Regions from separate parts of the Zea mays genome. Here region 1 is linked to region 2. Evidence: chromatin contacts called from public Hi-C data. All regions are on one chromosome and are shown on one strand. Each heading gives the region's core, a stretch centred on a gene start, on an enhancer-like site or on the middle of the called end of the contact. The rest is flanking DNA. Distances are from core to core; before and after follow the strand shown.

What was found. A called contact is a pair of places that touch in the nucleus more often than the background predicts.
Region 1: a Hi-C map of leaf shows a contact between it and region 2, with 6 times the contacts expected there. The contact joins the promoter of LOC103653189 here to the enhancer-like site in region 2. A contact is called at or near these places in 7 of 25 Hi-C or Micro-C datasets (bundle sheath, ear, endosperm and 2 more).

What each region holds. Positions count from the first base shown.
Region 1 is chr4:44,953,957-44,957,561 of Zm-B73-REFERENCE-NAM-5.0, forward strand. LOC103653189 (type I inositol polyphosphate 5-phosphatase 12) reads left to right here and starts at 1,314. Exons shown (of 11, transcript XM_008680148.3): 1 at 1,314-2,330; 2 at 2,936-3,188; 3 at 3,268-3,605. The coding sequence starts at 1,520.
Region 2 is chr4:44,899,608-44,903,332 of Zm-B73-REFERENCE-NAM-5.0, forward strand. No RefSeq gene overlaps it. Among protein-coding and RNA genes, the nearest start is that of LOC103653189, 54 kb to the right of the region's middle. Within about 2 kb of position 1,319, at least 10 of the 20 cell types and tissues checked have an H3K27ac peak or open chromatin away from gene starts, as enhancers often do. A contact at or near this core is called in bundle sheath and leaf, where this site is marked.

The DNA of each region.
Region 1 (3,605 bases), core at 64-2,563, 54 kb after region 2:
GAATCACCCTGGTATTTGGAATCTCAAGTGCCAAGCAAGTTGTGCCCTTGTCCACTTTTATTACCCAATAATGTTCTTTATTATCACTATTCAATGCATAGGTTTAATTTTGATGGGACCCAATAGGTCACCCTAGTCTGTTTATCTTTTACCTTGTTCACCCCTGAATCATTGGGTAGTTTTGTTATTGCTCTATATGGTTTTGGGATTAATATTTCATTATATCCATGTTCCAATTATTTTGTTATTTTATTTATGTTCATGTCAAGATCGTTATCTTTAATTGGAACATGGAGCTTAACTTGAGAAACACGTGCCACCACAAGGGTGGAATGGGACGCCCTTGGCTGACTAATTAGGAAAGCTAGTGGAAGACTACCTTACCCGAAAAAGGCAAGGGCAGTAGAGGAGTTGCAAGGAGGTTTTCGGGTTGATTTTGCTGCGATGGCGGTCAGACGGGGGATTCTTGCAAGTGCTCTTCCCATAAACTGTAGCGGGTTTTCGGAAGCTAGTGGAACTTTGTAAAGGCTTCGTAGTGTTGCCCTGTCTCGCTTCCTTGGTAGAGGTGTATGGGAGTCGCGATCCCTTGGCAGATGGGTAACATGACTTGTGGGTATATGGTACAACCTCTGCAGAGTGTAAAACTGGTATACTAGCCAAGCTCACGGTCATGAGCAACTTGGGACTCTCGCATGATTAATTTATGGAACTTAAATTCAATTTGTCATTTACATTGCATGAGATTATTTATTAATTTTGTTCTATTACTTTTATTAAGGTTTGGTATTTACTTACATTTAGTAACTGCTAATAAAATTTTGACCAACTTATTAAAAGCAATGCTCAGCTTTAATCCCTATTGGTAATCAGCCTTACACATTACATGAACTCTCACATTTGGTGAGTTCATGCCACATTATTTCCTCACAACTTGTTGAGTGATGAACATGTGTGAGCTCATTCTTGCTGTCTCACACCCCCCACAGGAGAAGAACAGGTGGTTCAAGAGGAGCCACACCACGAGGAGTTTGATTCGATCTAGGTGGCGTCTTCCAGTTGACTTGCGCCAAGAATGATTCTTAGTTCGTTTTATATTTATCTTTTATTTAGTAAGACTTGCGCTATGTAATAAATACTCTAATTATTGTGATATTTATCTTTATACAATCTGTTATTATATATGTTGTCTTCTTTGGCGCATGTATGAAATATACTCGGTTTGTTCCTTAAAACCGGGTGTTACACCCTGCCACCGTGGTCCCGGTCCACGAGGCATCCACCCATATAAACCCACATGCCAGCAATCCACGCTCACAACTCACAAGAGTTGTCTGTTGCCTCACCACCCCTCTGTCCCTGCTTCCTTCTGCTCCCGCAACGGGTGGCCTCCGTTCCCCGACCCCGCCCGACTCTCCCACACATCTCCGGCGCTCTCTTCGAGTCCTCCTGCAGTCCCGCCGCCTTCTCATCGCTACCAAAATTGCAAAGCCGGACTGGAACTCGCGTCGCGCGCAGGGGCATGGACCCGGACGACGAACCAGCGGCGCAGCGGAAAGCCGTCGACTTGCACCTGCCGCGCGACACGGAGCCTGCCTCCTCGCCCGCGTGCACCCGCCGCGCCGCGCCGCGCGTGCTCAGCTACTGTGACGTCCCTTTCGCCTCCGCCTCGGCGCAGCGCTGCGCATCATTCCCGCAGCGCCACGGAGAGCTGGCGCACGCCCGCTCGGCCTCCTTCGCAGCCTGGATCGAAGGCGGCTCGGCGTCGGCGCCGGCGGCGGCACTCGAGCGGGCCATGTCGCAGTACGGCGGTGCGGACGGCGCGCTGCCAGAGTTCGTCGGCGCCGGCGGTGGCGAGGGCATCTTCCGCGTGCCGCTCCGCGCGGCGATGCACCCGGCGCGCCCGCCGCCGCTCGAGGTGCGGCCCCACCCGCTGCGGGAGACACAGGCGGGCGCCTTTCTGAGGACGCTGGCCTGCGACCCGCGGCGACGGCAGCTGTGGGCGGGCGCCGAGTCCGGGGTTCGAGTGTGGGGCCTCCACGAGGTGTTCCGTGGGTGGTGGCCGGGCGCCGGGCCGCGGCGCCGCGGTGACGAGGAGGCCGCGCCGTTCAGAGAGTCCGTGCCGGTCCCGCCCGCGCTCTGCGCCGCTGTCGACGGCGCTAACGGGATGGTGTGGACGGGGCACAGGGACGGCAGGATCAGGGCGTGGCGCATGGACCACGCCGCGCCCGCCGGAGGATACTCCGCCGGCAGTGCGCCCATGTTCAAGGAGGCCCTCTCGTGGCAGGCGTACAGTCGCACGCCGGTGCTCGCCATCGTCGTCACGTTGTACGGTAACAAGCTTTGCTTACTCGATCATCTCGTTGTTTTGCACTCTGTTGGCTGCTTCTAGCAGAGTATTGGGAATCCAGAACGTTCGGTTTTACTGGTTGGTTTCACGTGACTGAAATGTGGTAGCTTAGCAATGAAGTTCTGGGACCTCCGGTAGTCAGTATCAGTATAGTTATTGACTCGTCGCTGACGAGAATTTTGAATCCCAAATTAGAACATTATTATCATGCCACCATCACCGTTAAATCTTAGCTATGTATGTTGAGTATTTTAGCATGTGGAACCTCTAACTATCATTATCCTTAAGAACTAATTTGCAAATCCAAATCGTTCCTTGTTGTTGCTGAGATATTCAGTGATGTTAACCATAATCTATATGGTTCTTGATCAACAACTCTGTACTCTCGATCAAAAGTTCTAAACCTATTCTCCCAGCTTCATTGGGACGCTTTCCTTTTGCTATCTGCCAATGGCTGAAACACTAGACCCTTATTGTTCGAGTTTATTCATCTCCGATGTTTTATAGTTTATGTGCTAACATAGATTTGGATTTAGAATGGCTAGAAGCTATCCAAATTTATTGTTTCATTTAATCTCTTGGAAACAGGTGAAATTTGGTCCGGATCAGAAGGCGGTGCCATAAAGGCATGGCCTTGGGACACCATTGCTAAGTCCCTCTCATTTACATCAGGAGAACGTCATAACGCTGCCTCGCTGGTTGAAAAATCTTATATTGACCTTAGAAACCATGCTACAATTGGTAACATGTGCTCATTGCCTGCTGCTGATGTGAAACACATGCTCGCAGACAACTGCCGAGCGAAAATTTGGAGTCTAACTAGCATGACATTTGCTCTTTGGTATACTTTGATAAATACAGATATATCTAACAGTTGACTCAAGTTCCTGGCTCTTATTTTTCTTATACATTTTATACAGGGATGCTAAGACTAGGGAACTTTTAAAAGTATTTGGCATCGATGGACAAGTCGACTTAGCTCGTCCTGAGGCCCCAGTAATGCCCGAACAATTCATAGAGGAAGAGATTAAAGTAAAACCCACAAAAAGGGAGAGGCCGCAAGGTTCTTTCACATTTTTTCAGAAATCTAGGAATGCCTTGATGGGCGCAGCTGATGCTGTACGCAGAGTTGCAACAAAAGGGACATTTGTCGAAGATAATCGGCGAACTGAAGCAGTGGCTCAAGCAATGAATGGGACAATTTGGTCTGGTTGCACAGATGGTTCAATTATTGTTTGGGATGGAAATGGGAATAGAC
Region 2 (3,725 bases), core at 69-2,568:
GGTCGGCACCTGCATAGCTCTCGACGATGCTGACCTGACAGCAACCTCGCTCACCGATCTTTCTTCGGATTATTCGGAGCCATCTGAATTCTCGAAATGGAGGACGAGGACGAGGTCCGGCGGTGGACGGCGGCCAATATCCAGTTCGTGTTTAGCCGGATCCGTGGGCAACCGAAAGCGAGAGGCGGAAAGGTGTCATCCAAATCTCGCCGGTCCGGCCGGATGGGGTTCTCGCCTGCATGGAATCTCGTGCAGTTTTCAGCTGCTGGAAGAGATTAGTGATAAAAGAGCTCGGCATAGTCTAGATTTGGCGACATCAACGGCGTGTTTGTTTTACCTGACTAAACTTTTACTATCGTATCGGTAATTAAAATATTAAATATAGTTTAACTCAAAAATAATTATACATAAAGACTAAATTAATGTCAAGACGAATCAATTAAGCCAAATTAGTCCATAATTTGCTCATATGCGCTACAGTAACATTTACTAGCTATGATATAAATTAATTAAGCTTAAAAATTGCCTTGTCATTTAGTTTCCTACTATGTAATTAGTTTTATAATTAAATTAGATTTAGTATTTGTAAAATATTCGATATGACATGGACAGATTTTAGTCCCTAAAACAAATGACCCTAATAATGGACGTGACCTTGACGACCAGTATTTAAAATGGCTATCCTATCCTACCAAGGTTAACACGTACTATCGTCAACAGGAGTATTAAATCAGTAGGATTTCTGCAATATCTATCTACCTATGTCCACCGTTATATCAAATATTTAGATGACAGTTAGAAGTATCAACTGTAGTTTAATTATAAAAATAATTACATAGATAAGAGCTAAATGATAAGACGAAAGTTTAATTCGTCCATGTGATGTTACATGAAGCATTTGTCAATCATAGATTAATTAGGTTTAAAAGTATATCTTGATGTTTAGTCTTCATTTATGTATTTAGTTTGGTATTTAACTATATTTAATATTTGTAATTGTCATTCAAGCATATGATATGACACGGAGTAAACTCTAGTCACTTGAACCAAACAACCCCTAATACAACGACACTAAGATATTTTTCTAATTCGAAGTATTTTCATATGAGTTTTGTAGGATCCTAATTCGTATAAACTTTCTAACAGGGACATTTTGTTCTATCCCCCCCCCCCCCCCCCCCTCCGTATTCCTAGGTTTTCAACCTCATGCCCTCGAAATAAAATGAACTTGATTTGGAAAACCACACGAGTAGCTTTCATGCTGACAAAAGTGACAATCCACTTGTTCAACCAGCCTACTGGACCTCCTCGGTCCTCAGCTATCAATCTGTCTGCCTCCGGGTCCCGCCCGTGCCATATCCTTTCACGCCATACTCGCTGTCGCTGCAGCTACAAAAGAAAAAAAAAATCGGTACAAAAAAGGCCCTTTTCTGAACAATTAGTTAAAAAGAATAACTAAAAGATAGCACAATGGAAAAAAGGCAGATATGTCTTCGCTAGTTTCGTCACGCCGAAGAAACTCTCGTATTGCGTTGCTACCAACCTTCACACCGGCAGTGACGGTAATCAAGACTTCTAAATATCTCTTGCCCCGTATAGCATATCAAGTCATTGAACTGGTTATCTAAAACTATATTTCACAATTAGTCATCAAGGCTTCTGTTGGAAAACAAAAAGAGCCTCGCGGACGGATGGTCCGCGGTGATGATGCGGACGGTTTGCACGTGCGCAGAGTCAGTTATGTTTTCTAGTGTCTCGTGTGATTTGTTACTAAAAACCGTGGGATTAACTTGGGAAACAGTTTGAAACTGATCCAGACCTCCCCTTTATATAGATGAAGTGCTACGACCGATTGAACCCCCAACAATCGATCAAATCAAGTCTATTTCTCGTTTTTACCTTATGCATTAGGAGTAGCTCTAGTTTAGCATTTCAATCCCCAAATTCTCCGCTTCTCTTCGGCTCTACGTAGATTAGAGGAGTCTAGGTCGGTCTGCCGAGCCTAGACAACATCTAGGATCTCTCCTCCCGACGGGGTCCCTCCCGGGAGCGAGATCCAGGCGCCGCCGGCAACCTTCGCCGCCCCTGCGCATGCGCGGACCGTCCGGCCGTCACGCAGGGAACCCAAGCCCCTGTACCATGTCGTGGACTGTCCGGCCCCTGGCCGCGGACCGTCCGCGCCTCTGTAGAGGGCACCGCCACCGGTTCTCGTTATAGTGATTGGCGCCCGAAAAGGTGTCAACATACTTTTGGCGACTCTGCTGGTGACTCTGGTGTCTAGATCTACTAAAAATTAGGCCCTCAAATGGCCGGTTCTAAAGATCATACCGATATCTCCCCAGATAATATCCTGAAGACGGATGTTGAAAATCTGACGGCCGATGAGCAACAGCAATACGAGGACTACATGCGTCAAGCGAAGGAGAAAATCTTATTGAAAGGGAATTAGGCTTACACCTAGTCCCTAATTAATTTTGGTGGTTGAATTGCACAACACAAATAATTGGACTAACTAATTTGCTCTAGATTATATGTTCTACAGGTGCTGAAGGTTCATCAACAACTATACTAAATCAACTGTCCGGAATACCGTAGATTATTCCGGACAGGAGAACCTTTTTGGAAAAACAGGCCAAGCGCGGACCGTCCGGGCCCTTGCAGCGGACCGTCCGCGACACGAGGATGACACTCGGACAGAACCAATGCTAAAATCCAAGTCTGCACTATGGACCGTCCGGAGGAAAAGAGCGGACCGTCTGAGCCCTCGCGCGGACCGTCCGGCCTCAGGCGCGGACCGTCCGGTAGGTGAGAAACCGAAAAACCCGAAGGTGACGGGTTTGAAGAAATGAATTATAGCGGGCTCGCGGACCGTCCGCGACTGGGTCTGTCTGACACCTGACAACGCATTAAATGCAATATAGCCGTTGATATAGCCGTTACTGCTGACCGTTGCATTTTCAGCCGTTGATCTACAGGGGCGGACCGTCCGGACCTGGCTCGTGGACCGTCCGCGCTCGGCAGAATGGAGCAACGGCTAGGAAGTGGTTGGTGGCTATAAATACAACCCCAACCACCTCCATTCACCACATCCAAGCATTCCAACCTTCAACATTCAATACAAGAGCTAGCAATCCATTCCAAGACACATTCAAAGCCTCCATCTCTCCAAGTTTCACAATTGAGAAAAGAGATCATTAGTGATTAGTGACTTGAGAGAGAAAGTGATCCGTGTGTTATTTGTCGCTCTTGTCGCTTGGCTCTTTTGCAATCGTGCTTTCTTTCAATCTTTCATTGCGATCAAACTCACTTGTAATTAAGGCAAGAGACACCAATCTTGTGGTGATCCTTGTGGGAACTTTGTGTTCCAAGTGATTGAGAAGAGAAAGCTCACTCGGTCCGAGGGACCGTTTGAGAGAGGGAAAGGGTTGAAAGAGACCCGGCCTTTGTGGCCTCCTCAACGGGGAGTAGGTTTGCGAGAACCGAACCTCGGTAAAACAAATCCGTGTGTCACTCTTCTTATTTGCTTGCGATTTGTTTTTCACCCTCTCTCGCGGACACGATCATATTTCTAACGCTAACCCGGCTTGTAGTTGTGATTAATTTTGTAAATTTTAGTTTCGCCCTATTCACCCCCCCTCTAGGCGACTATCAATTGGTATCGGAGCCCGGTGCTTCATTAGAGCCTAACCGCTCGAAGTGATGTCGGGAGATCACGCCAAGAAGAA